Regions from separate parts of the Zea mays genome. Here region 2 is linked to region 1. The links are chromatin contacts, called in public Hi-C maps. All regions are on one chromosome and are shown on one strand. Each heading gives the region's core, a stretch centred on a gene start, on an enhancer-like site or on the middle of the called end of the contact. The rest is flanking DNA. Distances are from core to core; before and after follow the strand shown. Region 1 holds the start of LOC100278423 (Nuclear factor 1 A-type). Region 2 holds the start of LOC100280534 (delta DNA polymerase).

What was found. A called contact is a pair of places that touch in the nucleus more often than the background predicts.
Region 2: a contact with region 1 is called in a Hi-C map of ear, with 2.5 times the contacts expected there. The contact joins the promoter of LOC100280534 here to the promoter of LOC100278423 in region 1. A contact is called at or near these places in 3 of 25 Hi-C or Micro-C datasets (ear, leaf and tassel).

The regions. Positions count from the first base shown.
Region 1 is chr10:76,278,691-76,286,285 of Zm-B73-REFERENCE-NAM-5.0, forward strand. LOC100278423 (Nuclear factor 1 A-type) reads right to left here and starts at 3,044. Exons shown (of 3, transcript NM_001313771.1): 1 at 2,557-3,044.
Region 2 is chr10:76,805,066-76,812,520 of Zm-B73-REFERENCE-NAM-5.0, forward strand. It overlaps LOC100280534 (delta DNA polymerase), which reads left to right and starts at 2,182. Exons shown (of 2, transcript NM_001153453.1): 1 at 2,182-2,474; 2 at 2,565-3,047. The coding sequence starts at 2,303. The coding sequence ends at 2,782. It overlaps LOC100216706 (MOB kinase activator-like 1B), which reads right to left. Exons shown (of 7, transcript NM_001359481.1): 3 at 6,494-6,602; 4 at 6,319-6,412; 5 at 4,502-4,635; 6 at 4,241-4,404; 7 at 3,680-4,123. The coding sequence ends at 4,049.

The DNA.
Region 1 (7,595 bases), core at 1,794-4,293:
TTCGGAACAGCAAAAAATACTCCAAACATTTATATTGCAACTCTAAAAACTTCAAAGAGTTTGTAACTATGAACTTAGAAATTTGCTCTAGAGTCGTGCCAAACACGTCCTTAAGCTTTCTATTAGAATTTAGGCTAACCTTAGCGAACCTGCACAAGATTTTATACCACAAAGGCGAATGCCAATCCCAGCATATTCTCCCTTTGACAGGCACTGTTGCAAAAGTACTGCGAAAGGCATTGTTAACACCACCAAGAGTAAGACCAAGTCGATTAAACAAACAGAGCAACAGAAAAGCGAAAGGCATCGGGTGCTTTTGCAATGATGGCAGCAGTGGAAAACGTCATTAGCATTCCAGCTCGATTGCGGTGCAATGCGAAGCTGCATTGCGTTGCGATTTCTAATAAAAAGTTCAGGCTGCCAAAGGCATCTTCCCACGAGCGGGATACCCATGATTAAACTGGTGGTTTGATTTGATCGCCCCTGGAAGGGAAACGAAGGAGGGCAGCCATGGCAGTGGCTGTCAGTGAGGTAGCCTAAGCGCAGCGTGCTCCCTTGCTTCCATTTCTTTAAGTAACCGATGCCCAAAGCTTCCTCCGGTCCGGCCGGCGTGCGGAGGGGAGATACCAAACCTTTGCCCGCTACAGCGCGAACGAACTCCTCCTGCGCTGGGCAACGGCCACGTCGCCGCCACTCGCCGAGCGCCCACGTAAGGCGGCCGCCACGCCGCACAGCACCGCGCCCAAGGCAAGCTAGCTACACTATATCGGCCCCGCCCCCCGCCCTGAGCTCGCCTCTCTCCTTGATGCTGGCATGCTGCTGGCCATCGCTGTAGCCTCCCATGTCGTCCACCAGAATCGAGCCCCCTGGCGGCGGCGGCAGCCACGCGGCCCATGACCCGCGCGCCCGTGAGCAGCAGAGCCCCGGCCGCCGCGGCGCTCTCCAGCCGGCGGAATGGCAGACGTGGAGGGGGCGCGAGGAGGAGGAGCCTCAGCGTCCACGACGGTACAGCTTCAGGAGGCACCGGTCGGGCGCGGCGGAGTGGGCGGCGGTAGTGCTGTTCACGGTGCTGGCGGTCGTGGTGCTGCTGGGCGCCGTGGCCGTTCTTGTGGTGGTGCTGCTGCTGCAGCCCCGCGCGCCGTACTTGGCGGTGCGGGCGGCGAGCCTGAACACGCTGGTGTACGGGCAGACGGGGGCGCTGGACGACGTGCAGCTCACGGTCCGGGTGGAGGCCCGCAACGGCAACGCGCACTCGGCGGCCTACTTCTCGCGCCTCGAGTGCCGCCTCGCGTTCGCCGGCGCGACGCTGGCGGTGCTCCGCGCCGACCCGTTCCGCGTGCCCGCCAGGGGCGTCCTCCCGCTGGCGTACGTGGCGCGCGCGCAGGGCGTCCCGCTGGGCGACGCCGGCAGCGCTGCCATGGAGGCCGCGCTCCGCGACGGCGTGGTGCCGTTCCGGGTGGAGGGGGAGGCCCGGACGCGATGGAAGGTCGCGGGGATCGTCGCCATCGACCAGTGGACGCGCCTGGCGTGCCAGCTCCGCTTCTTCTGGCCCAACGGCACCGCGCTCCCCTTCAGATGCAGCTCCAAGTCCAAGTTCTTGTTCTTCTGACCGCCATGCCCTCTGTATTATCTAGTGGCTAGTCTTCTGACCTCATTTCCATGGCCGGGCGTGACGGATCAAGATTCAGGAACAGAGAATGACTTCATCGGTTTCTTTCTTGTCTTGGACTCTTGGGTTCGTTCAGTTATTAATTCAACCCCATGTCGCATGTATAGGTCAGCAAAAAAAAAGATGAATTCTTTACTTCTAGCTCTTCTATCTCATCCATTTGTAAATCAACTCTAGATAGGAAGAACCAGAAGAGGCCATAGCTCCATAATTGAGGTGCTAGATTGGGGGAGAAATAGACTGGAAACAATCAAACAGAGTTGGTGTGAGTTCGTTACATCTTTGTTTTTTTCGTCCAAAACTTTATTGCTTGGTTGGAGGATTTGTTGGAATCGCAGGCCTTTTGATCCTCAAAGGACAAAAGGCAGGGGGGAGATAAAAAGAGACCAGAACCACCATGCAAAGGAGGACCAGAACAAAAGCAAAGCGTGTGCGAGTCCCGGTCAGACGAGGAAGAAGAGATGTGTTGCGCTGGCAACAACGCGGTCAGTCAGCCGTCTGCATGTGCCCCCCTTTCTTTTCTCCTTCCTCTTTCCATCCCTCTGATTGCTTTGCTTTTCTAGAACAAAATGAAGCAAAAGCCCAGACCCCCCCCCCCCCCCCCCCCCAATCACTCGTCCACTCCCCAGTTACAAATTAAAAAGTACTAGTCATCAAGAGTACATGCTTAACACAAGAAATTGATACTAGTATAGTAGTAGATACATGTATGTATATGCACATACACGCATGCTTCTATGTCTGAAAGTAGTAGGCATGTCTTGCTGTTTAGAACTGTATGTATGTAGATAGTAAGATAGACGCCAAATTTAAAAGGTTCTGTTCAGGTCTTCAGGAGCAACGGAAAGGAACTTAAACATATAGAACTGAATTGGACTGAAATTTACCTTTCTTATTTGTTGTAAAGAAGAAGAAGAAGTGTCTCCTTGTTGCTCTGCCCCTTGCCCCCACGCTCAAGAACACGAGTTCACGACGCCGAATCGCAAAGGGAGACGGAGGTGGACGACTCCGATCGATGGACGCACTCGCTCAGCTACTATAGCTGCTGCTTAGCGAGCAAGCTACACGCGGCAGCTCCGAGGCGGCACGGCGGCTGCAAAGCCCCAGCCATGGCTCTCCAGAGGCTCCGGAAGCGAGAGTTCATGGTGTGCAGGCCAGAGGCCGAACCGAGGGAGGCGGAGGAGGATGGATCGGCCGGTGCTGAGAACTCGACAAGGGAGAGCGGAGCGGGGAGGTGCGAGGAAGACGGCGGCGGCGACTACTTATACCCCCTGCTGCCGGCTGGCGCCAAATTTAGTCGCCGGTCTTGAGCTAAAGAAAGAGGATTAGGCGGGCCGAGCACGCAACGCGAGCTGATGATGTTGAGTTGATGGATGCTGTGGAGTGTCGCACGGGATGAGAGATGACGGCAGCGGAATGAGAGCCAGCTGGAGCGCACCGAGCCCCCACTTGCGGCCTCGCTTTCCGACAGCCTGGAACGACGGCGACCCACTCCGGCGAGGTCAGTCAACTAGTCCGCTCGCATTTTCGCACTGTATGCAGGGGCGGCCAGGATTATGGTATAGGAGGGGCGAGTAATTCATTAAATAATAAAAGGTGAAAAAATCTTAGAATATATACACATATACTAATTTAGTTTAACATTTTTTTATACATAGATAATAAATTAATAAAAAAAAGACTTGCATCATAAAATTGTATATTAAGTAACTTTAATCGAGATCAAAATAATTTGTTTCTATGTTGATTGGCCAAATCAAAAGCTTCGATTATGTCAGGAGATTTGATCATAGCTATCAATTTTATATTAATATAGATGATGAAGTAACTTCACATAAAGTCATCTCCTATTTTATTTTATAGATGTGTTTTGATAAGTTTTGTAGCTAAAAGGCTCTCTTAGTTGTTGTAGTTGAGACTCGAAGGGTAACCATTAATCTTAATAATCCGTAAACCATTTGATACATGAAACTTTTACACAATTTGACAAGGCTATTATCAAATCAACAAGTGATCGTAATGTATTTGGCTCTAGTTGGTTGTATAATAAAGGTGAAGCACCAAATTTGTCGTGCACACAACAACTATCTGGTGACAACTTTGAGCTGAATTCATCAATTTTATTACTTAGCGGCGAATTTGATGATTCAGAAATACGACAAATTTTTACTTGATAGAGAAATTTATCCATGTTTCATAAACAATATGGGATGGTTAGGGGGGCAAGGCCCCTGCCCCACCCCCTTGGCTTCGCCCCTGACTGTATGGATGTACATGTACCTGCAGTGTATGTATTGTAGCACTACAATCGGATTCCCGACGCAGGAATTTCCGAACAAGCTCGTGCTTGAGTAATTGAGTGTTTCACAGGCATGTGGGCCCTGTTTCTCTATTATTACTTTTGTTGTTGTTGTTGTTACTACCGGTACAATTGCTACCGCTATCCTTCACGAGCACGATCGGCGAACTATTCCTATGATTTGATTCTACATCATTTTTATTTCTATGGCCCGAACGATTGTGTTCGAGATGACATTTTAGCTATGAACCTGACTCAAACACAATCTTCTTAGGGGGATACTATATCCTAGTCCTAGATGCTACTTATTTTATAGCTCACCTTCTACAACACACACAAACCTGTCTCAGGCATCCGATTCCGATGCAATGATCAGTGAAAAATGTTGAAAACTATTCAAGTTGACACATCGAACAACAATGTTCGAGCCCTAGCTTCTTTAGGTATTGAACATGATAGGGCATCAATAGAGCTGCTTAAGACAATGTGCAATAGTTGATCTTAAATTTTGCCCCCCACATCCCAATATCATACCACACCAGTATTATCTCTCCTCCTATATCACTTCCATCTTCAACGGTTTCCCCTTAATCACAACCCTTCATCCACTATGCATAAATAAAATAATTTACATTTGGTCGTCGTACACCATCCACCTCCTCCTTCCCGGCTTTCCCCATCATCTTCTATGAACAAAGCAAGATAGTGTGCCCTCTGAAATAAGGGGAGAGAGAACATCCCTCTAGCTTAGGGGGACAGGTATAGAGGCAAGTGATACAACATATAGAGGTGTCCTATTCAAGGGGAGAGAGTGGTCACACCGGAAGTGTTGTGGATAGCCTAAAGATAAGACGAACTCTACACCACCTAAGCCTAGCCCACTAGCTAGCGCATGCAGAGTCCTTGGTCGAGATGCCTTTTTCGACCGAGGCTCCCAAAGGCCCCAAGGGTGCAGTACAGGCTTCCACGACATCTTCTAGGGTGTCTCTAGCCACACCCACTGCCACTATTGCTACCGCAGCAGCCACAACTACGTCGGTCGAGCTCTTGGTTGCGTTGACCGAGTCCCTAACTACTTAGCACTTGGTCGCATCGACCGATCCCTTGATGGCACCAGGTCCATCTTTAGTTACCACAAAATCGAGAGGTAATTTTCTTCAAAGGTTAGTCATTCTTTAAGTTTTGTAGTTTGCCATTCATTGCTTCAGTTCAAATCCATACATTGAAGAAGTGTTGCGTAAAGTAAATATTCCCGTATTTGATGATGAATATCAGGACTTTGTAGTCCGCTATGGGAATCATCTGGTTGCCCATATTGACTTGGTCAAGGATCATGATCAATTGGAGATGGTGTAGGGTCGAGATGGCGAACTACAGGGGGTGAATAGTCCTTTCTAAAACTAATTATGTTGGCTAATACTAATAAATGTGAAATTTATACTCTTTGGTCTAGACAAAACTACACCCCTCTAACTATAACAAATTAATCACCTTACAAAAGATCCTAATAGAAGCAACTAAGGTGCCAAGCTAGAGAAAGAGCTCTCCTACAGAAGTCTAGTTATCAAGGTCATACAAACATATGCAACTATAATTTTAAGTACACCGAAAGCTCCTAAACAGACTAGTAAGAAAAGCACACAAAGCACAAGAACTACTAGCACAACTCACTAGTTGCACTACACAAGCACAACTAGAGAGAAACAACTACTTAGCCACACAAGCTAAGCAAAACGAATTAGCTACACAGGCTAACAATAAGAGAGTAACTATTTTATAACAACTATGACTAAATATACAAGAGCATGTAAGAGAAACAAATATTCAGTAGCATAAGTATATGAACAAGTAAATACAAGCTAGTGAGGAAAGTTGCAAACCAACAGGGAGATGATGCCACTTGACCAAATGATTTTTCCCCGTGGTGTCGATGACTTGCCTGTCACCCCTAGTCCACATTGAGGTGGATTCAAAGCACCCAACTGCTCATCTATCAAGACTCCGCTTGATCTCTTGAGCCCGGTTGGTCAATGAATCTCCCAAACTCGATTTCACTAGTGTTGCTTTTCACCTCTCTGACGAGGCAAGCAAAACGCCTCTCTCAATCACCACTGCAGCCTCTTTACAAACTTTGTTGAAGAGCTCACAGGGAACCACCATGTAACACTCCAAAATCCTATTCTAGATAAATTAGTAAAACTCATTTCATGGTTTAAATAAATGTGTTTTCAAATAATAGATTACCTAAAAGATTTTTATGTGAACTATCCTTTGTGTTAAAGATTTATTCTAAAAAAGAATTAAGTTAAACTATCTCTTAATATAGATTTTACATAAGAAATTATATCCTTTTAAATAAATATGTGAAGATTATAAATTTATTTTATTATACTCCTAAAATGTGGTTATGTGTTTGAATTATTTTCTTTAATAATTATTATTGTAAAACATCTTACATGAATTATTCCTACTAATTTTCATTTTCTTAAATGGATAAAATAATTAATAAAAATGCTTTGCATTCATGTCGAGTTTTTTCGTTGTTGCAATTTATGCTTGAAATATAAAATTTAACTTAGCTCTAAATTAGACTTGAATTTTAAATTTAAAATAGAAAGCAGAAATTAGAAATACAAGCTAATATAATGGATTGATGTATGTTGGTTGGTTTGTTTGTAAACGACGTCCTTTAGGTAAAGTCAATACAAATTAGGATATCACAATAAGATATTTAAGAAAATACTCCTTTCAGCTAACGTTTAACACCCAAAAAATTATTAATTTAAAATTTTAAATAAAAATATGTTCTAAGATTTATTTAAATTGAAAGTCTAATATTATTAGTATAAATTAACAACAATATTGTTGGAATAAAAGAGATAAGTTAGAGTTCCTAATAGATAAGATAAGATTGTAACAGATAAGTACGAGATTAGATCTATCATGTACCAGATTTGGGTTCGAGTTTGTTAGAGTAACTAATATATAGGATATGATTGTAATAGATAAGTACCAGATTAGATTTATCATGTAACAAATTTGGGTTCGAGTTCGTTAGAGTTTCTAATATATATGATATGGTTGTAATAGATAAGTACCAGATTAGATCTATCATGTAACCGCCCACCTCCCAGCCTATATAAATACATGCCACCAAAACACATCAAGCCATCAATCAAAGACTCATATCATCCATAGCCTCGAGCAGCCACCGCTCGCTGGTGGGCCTGCCAATGTGGGCAGGATGCTGCAGCCCCGTTGCCCTGGTCGTCGACCCAATGATGAGCGCTCACGATTGAATCTCAAATACCCCATCGTGGTCGAAAATCGTAGCTGTTGATCTCAGATCTATTGACGAGATCAGATTGTGGGATCCTTTAATCTCGAGCGTTGATTTTAGATCCGACCGCTGCGATAGAATACCGGTTCAGGTGAGATAAGTCTCTGATCCCTGCTGTCGGATTTGGATCCCACGGCTAGCAATCCACTGTACCCCTTTGCCATGTTTATTTTTCTAACGAGATCCTAGGGAATTAGCTAAATAACCCGTCGTCCATCCCTGGATAATATCCTTACAGTTAGGTCCTAAGTTTTGTGTTTTAGACCCTAATCTCTTTGGTATTTATG
Region 2 (7,455 bases), core at 932-3,431, 530 kb after region 1:
TGCGGACGGTCCGGCCCTGAGGCCGGATGGTCCGCGGTCCGGACAGTCCGCGCCTGGGGGCCGGACGGTCCGCGCGTGCGCAGAGCAGATTAGGGTTCCGAGTTTTGTGCTACGGTTGTTAGCTAAAATCACGGGAAAAGCTCGGAAATTAGTTTGTAAAGGGTCCAGCCCCCTCCTCTATAAATAGAGAGGTATACGGCCGATTTGTAATCATCAATCGAATCAATACAACTTCTATTTCGCATTTTATCTTAGGAGTAGTTCTAGTTTAGCCCTAGTTTAGCCTTCCAATCCCCAAATTCTCCACCTCTCCTCGACTCTACGTCGATTAGAGGAGTCTAGGTCGGCCTGCCCGAGCCTAAACAACTCCTAGGATCTCTCCTCCCCGACGGGGTCCCTCCCGGGAGCGAGATCCAGGCGCCGCCGGCGGTCTTCCGCCGCCCCTGCGCACGCGCGGACCGTCCGGCCCTAGGGCGCGGACTGTCCGACCGTCAGGCAGGGAACCCGTGCTCTTGCACCAGGTCGCGGACCGTCCGGCCCCAGGCCGTGGACCGTCCGCGCCTGACCAGAGAGCACCGCCGCCGGTTCTTCTTGAGTATTTGGCGCTCCAAAAAGGCGTCAACACACTGTTTAATATCATTTTAGTGTGAAGTTTAAAATAAGAAATGTGATAAAGGATGGGATAGAGATCTACCGGAGATGGCCTAACTGGACTGGTCTGTTATAGCTTTAGTTGTACTGCTTGGATCTGCTTGAGGCCGAACAAAAAGTAGTGAGCAAATTCCCTCAATGCCATCAAAACATATATGAATCCTCTGTGTGCCATTACAAATTATAAGCTTCCTTCGAAACCATCGATTTAGATTTTGAGTCCCTTTAATGCCATCGCCGTCACGGTTACCATTTGATACCGTTACTCGTTCGTATGGGCCCACTTGTCAAACACTAACATATGTTCCTGCCGACCTCGCCACAGGCCGCGTCGTCCACGCACAGCTTGAATGGCATCTTCTAAGTGTCCTGGCAGTCCCTCATTGCCACGACGCTCGCTGACATGTGTTTCTAAGTGTCGCAGCCCCGCCGACACACGCAGGGTGTTTGATCGGATGACTGCCAGGGACCGTGTCGCTTGGAACGCGATCGTCTACGAAGGAGGCGTCGTCCGCAATGTTGGCAGCTCGCCCACTTCTTCTTCCCCTTCGTCGGCCGTGTCGTCGCCAACACCGACACCGGCGTGCCCGAGATCGCCTGCGACAACGCCGGCGCAGAGCTCGTGGTGGCACACGCTGCGTAAGGCTAATGGACGCCGACTTCACCAACGCCGACCGCTCGCTGAGTCGCTGGGCTGCATCGCGATGCCGTTCCGGCAAGACCTTGCGTTGTCGCGCGCTGCAGCTGGTGCGGTTCGCACGTAGTGCAGCGGGTTCGTGCTACAGTGGGTGACCAACCACCCTGATCGTGGACGAACCCAGCCTGATAGCACTGCCCAGCGTGCGGGCGGAGCTGCTCCGCACCGGCGGCCTCTCGTGGGTGCCTCCCCTCCATAGGCGGACATTGCTCTTCCAGTCATGAGCCCTGCCATGGTACAACAGACGCTGGATACCGAGTTCACGCGGTATGCTACCTCGGAGGCCGTGTCGTTGTCCCCGCTGACTGACATTGTGGCGATGGCGGGCACTACCATCGCCGAGGTGTTCTATTCCGAGCGGTACAAGGAGCTAGTGGACTGAATGGACAGAGAAATGATAGGAACAAAGCTGAGGGTATGACGAGTGGGTTCAAATAAGCTAGTAACGGCGGTAGATGGCAGCACTAACGGTAATGATAATTAAGGGACTTAAAATCTAAATTGATGGTATTGAAGGGGAGCTCATAATTTTTAATGGCATACGAGATCGATTTAGGTTTTGATGATGGCAATGAGGGAATTTTCTCAAAAAGTATTGACATGTCACGCTGCAGCAGCCAGCAGATGGGCCCACTTTGGAGCCACGACGGACGGATGGCTGGCCAGATGGAAGTAGATTCTCGAAGAAGGAACTCGCACGACGCACGAGTACACGACCGCACGCACGCCAATTTGAAAGTTCAAAAAAATTCGAATCGCCTCTCACAACGGCCGCAGCGCCGTCGGGTGCAGCCACCCTAATATATAAATAAACAGCAACCCCCTCTCAATCCAAATCCACCAAGCCCACTCCTCTGCTGCCGCATTCCAAGTTTCCAACCCATTCCCATCCTCTTCAACGGTCAACCCAGCGCCACCAGCAGCGCCATCAGCAGGAGAGAGATCGCCGGAGCCATGACGAGGGGCGGCGGAGGCGACATGAAGTCCTTCTTCCGTCAGCAGAAGACGCACGCCGCCGCCGCCACTACCAAGCCCACTGGCGGCGTCTCCAAGAAGGCGGCGGCGCATCACCACAAGAAGGCCGCACTCGCCACCAACGTCCACCCGGCCCCATGTACCGATCCCGGTCCGAATCCCCCGATCGCTGTTCGCTTCCGCGGCAGTACCGGCGGATCGACCGATTGATTCGATTTTGATTCGTCTCTCGTCACCGCAGATCACGGCGCCGGCAGCCGCCAGCAGGAGGAGGCGGAGGCGGAGCAGCGGGAGAGGGCGGGCCGCGAGTTCGACATGGACACGCGCTACGGGCCATGCCTCGGCGTCACCCGCGCCCAGCGGTGGCGCCGCGCCGCCGCGCTCGGCCTCGCACCGCCGCCGGCGCTCCTCGCCCTCTGCGCCGACGAACAGCCCTGCCTCTGGGAGGGCCGCGTCTAGGCTACTGGCGGCGGCGGGGTGCACATTCCCCGCGTTTCGCCGACATGCTCCATCAGTGTTCAGTACTAGCTCTGTGTTGGAGATGCGGTGTCGCGTCCATCCGTTCTGCTCCCGTCTACCGCATCTCGTGGTAGCAGTGGCACCAGTAGTAGTACCATCTGTGCCTGTCACGTGTTGTGTTGCCTCTAGTATCCACATGATGATGAACCCTTCATGTCTGGTGTGTTGTTTGTGATCAGAGCAGAAATGGCATGTCTTCCAGCAACATGGCATTTCTTTCGTGTGTTCTTCTGTTGCAGTTTCATTGGATTGTTCTAGTACTGCTGAATACTGCCCAGCATAGTTTGTTCTACATTATACGACGAATTAAGTTTGTACTAAGTTTGACCAAATTTATACAGAACTGGATCAAACATCTAGTACATTAACTCGTTTGAGTCACATTTATTTGCTTTTGCGTATAAATATTTGTCTATAAACTTGATCAAAATTGGAGCAGTTTGACTTAGGGGAGGGCAAAATTAAAACAACTGCATACCTGACATTTCTTTCGTGTGTTCTGTTGCAGTTTCATTGGGTTGTTTCCTAAACGAGTCATGAAGGGGATGGACGAACATACCCTTCAACCAGAACAGGATCAGAGGGACTAAAAACCGCTAATTCGTATAAAGCCATCGAACCAGCCTAACCAGAAACTAGAGTTGTGTGCATTATATGCACCGAAAGCAATCGACCTAGATCATTCAATACAACAGTATGAACACGATACCAAGGCAAACCCATGGAAATACCTCTTTAGCAAAGAAAAATAGACATGATATCGCTTTATTTTATCGCATTGGAAAAGACTATATATATACATATTCTATATACCCAACCCTTCAAGGGGATTCTATGTCAAAAAGCGTGAATATTTATTTCATTCCATTAAAAATAACAAGTCAATTCTGTTTGTAAGAAGAAAGAGAAGGAGATCTATTCTATACTCGATAAGTGCCAATATGCAATTTATAGCCCCAACTCAGCTTTCTCGTGTTTTTTTTCTTTCTGCAGTACATTATCATCGCCGTTCTATAGCTGATATGACAGTACTTACATGGTCAGCATGATCAGGAAGAAACAACACAGATACACGCATATGTGACATGTCCTTGTGTCTAATAACGGGAACAATAAGCTCTATGCAGTAAAGTGCTGTCATAAACAGACTGAATTTCACAGCATCAGCATTAAGAGCTCTGTATCCATGTTTAGCAAACCGTGTTCTCAGTAAGGAACGATGATGGATTCGATGAGCTCCTGAAGTGGAGCCAGCTCCTTCTTGTCAATCAGGCCAAACTCCTACAGCCCAAACAACGAAGAATGTTAACTGCTGCCATCTTCTTTTTTCTGGACAAGAATGTAGATTTGTAATTGTGATGTATAAAAAGCAATTGCCATGAATCATGTGGGACCTACATTTGTAAACAGAATGAAGTGCTTAAAACAGGTATTGAGATGGGCCTCCTCTTTAAGGCTAACAATCTTCTGGAAATGGGAGTGGTAAGTATGGGCATAGACCCGAAACAAGCGCTTGAATATTGTCTTTACTACTTCCTTGAAGTTCGGTGGAAATGGCGTGCCTTGACAGAGGGGAAACGAAATCCAAATTAGATAACACGCTAGATGGCATTCGATGTCAGGTAGAGCTCTACAAATCCATAATAAAAAGCAACATACCAAGTTTTTGAGGAAATATGGATTCATCGTCAAGCTGGCCTTCAATCCAATCCATCAGATACTCCACATATTTTGGTGCTGATACCTCTATGGGTTTCTTTATCTGCACACCATCAGCCCATCTGTACTCGTACCTGCATAAACCTCATGTTTGTTCTGTCATGATGTGATCTAAATATAAACTGGATTCCCAAGAGTATGCATCACAGGATTATGGGCACCGATTTATAACAGCTGGAGTTATATGACAAAATACTAACTTGTTAAATGCTTGCCACCACAAAAGGCATGGCCACAAGTCCTTTTTGGAAATTTTCTTCTCTCAAAAAGAGGCATAGCGTTGACTATCCATTATCAAGATTCAAAATACAATAGAGCAGCATGTGAAAATGAGCATGGCCTTGTAAGAAAGTGCAAATGCAGTTAAAAAAACTCGACTTGCGAGGTGTAAGACAACCCTTGGCATTATATTAAAAAGACCTTCTCATGCAGGTCGAGAAAACCTCTGACCTCTGCCCCACCCATACACAGCGGTACTGTAGCCCATCTGACCAAATCAAGAAATGGTAACCATGAGGCATACATTTTTTAGGTATACACATATTCCTCTGCTTTGACATCCTCACAATTATAGGCATGCATAGCTTCTAGAGAAACAGATTAATTGTTTCTTGAAGATTGTTGATATCATGTCACTGTGAAGGCTGAAAAAAAATTCTCGAATACGCAGGAGGGTTGCGTATCATTAAATTAAAGTAGAGGGAAAAAGGCCCGAGGCCTGGGACAAACAGAACACACACAACACAAAACACAAAACACACACTCTCACCCACAAAACACACACAACACAGACACATACGACACACCATCACCCCAGTGAAGGCTGAAAATGAGTTGCTAGTTAGCAAGAAGACAAACTACAATGGCAAATAGCACTTAGCAAGGATACACACTTGTTCTGTTTGGTTCAGCTTACTGAACCAGATTCGCTGCCAAAAATCTGGAATCCCAACCAAACGGCTACAACAACCGAATAGATTCCTAAAAATCTATAGATTCCTCTAGTTCAATTCAGGGGGTGTTTGGTTACACCCCGCTAAAATTTAGCCCATGTCCCATCGAATGTTTAAACCTCCGTTCCGGGTATTAAATGTAGTCGGATTATAAAACTAATTTGTCAGCCGAAGATTAAAAGACGAGACGAATCTAGTCCAGTTGGTTGGGTCTATATTTCATACTCCTATTTAAAAGTCAAACGCTTGATGTGACCCGGGCTAAACTTTAGCAGGAGCAACCAAACACCCCCTCAGAATGACCTCCTACCCCAGAATTTTTCAGATTCCTGTCATCCATGTTATAAGTTGTCATGATCTTATTGAATCTATAATTGACGGTTGTTTCAACCAAACAAATTTTAGTTTTTCACAATTGTCAACTCACAACAACTTTCTCACAGCTCACAACTAGAATTAGATTTTCAAGAATCTACAGTTGATCCAAACTGACCATTAGGCTACCTCCATCAGTTTTCCTATTCTATTCCCTATCTCACCTCCTATTTCAAACTTCACTCTGTAAATAGTGTCATATACGGTGCAAAATAGTGTTTTGCACTACCATATGCACGCTCTGCTGACACAACCTTAGCCTCTAAGGGTCATCATTAAATAGCAGCCTTGGTGAAACAGTTCACCGTATGCAAAATTACAAATTGTGCAAATAAACTAGTCATCGATGAACTTTTTGGATAATTTTTCACCAATTTGTATTTTCACAATACAGAGGAATGGGATGTATGTAAACTTGTAAAGGCTTACTTTGGGCCAGCTGTCATTGTCGGACAGCTCTCAGGTGTGCAAAATTCTGTGAGTGTGCCATACAGCATATTAACTTGGTTAAAGAAATCCACAGCTGCAAAGCAAAACAGACATGTTAGCTTCAATGGAATAACCAAGTTATATGAAAACTGTAAACAGAAGGGAAGAACATTACTATTCACCGCAAGCCATTCATTGATATCCTCTCCAGGAGGCAACCTCACAGCTTCCCTAAGGTTTCCACTGCCGAGAGTGGCATCTATGTGCTTTCGGAGCTGTGCTCCCTGCAGACATAAGAAAAGGTAAAATTATGCATCACATTATTCACAATGTAATTATGACACAGTATTCGTGTTTATGCAAGTTGCAAATGAAACATGCAATATCTGAAGATTTGCTCATCACAGGTGATTTAAGAGCCATGACATGTATTGAAGATTGAATTTGATTGAAATAACTGCTACAAGTCTTTGATTAAAACCACTAAATGTTTATAAGCATCCTGCATAGTTTCACAAAAATGCTATATGAATACTACCGCCATAGATGTGGCACAACAACATTTATTAGACCTTTCACCGAAAGTGTTTATGCAATGGAATTACTTGGCACGTGATAACCAAAAAGGGAATCCCATTAGCAGTGATTCAAAATGTTTCGTACAGAGTGTCTTGGAATGGATGGAAGAATAAAGCAATACAACAGCACTGCTGTGCCACTTATGTAAACATATCCTCAGTGATAAACATAGCTCTTGGCGATAGCAAACAAAAATGTCAATCGAGCTAGATATCCTTTAGCTCTGGACATAGTCGGAACAGAAAGATTAAAGCCGAAACAGACAACGTAAAGTTTGCCTACTTCTGGAACATTCTGATAAAATCTCACCAATTCATACTCCTGAAGTTAACCCAAAGTTACTAAACAGACTCATTCGACTAGCTCTATGGCATACTTTTCAGTGAAAACGGATTAAAATCCTGATGTAGCATGGCCAAAGGAATCACTAGAGATTGCAACAAACGGACACCTGATACATTGCTCGCATATTCAGTAATGTTCCTACCGGTTGCAACAATACTGCTTAGCCAGGCTCTGACGCATGATCAACTTGACACATCAAATTTTGATTGATGG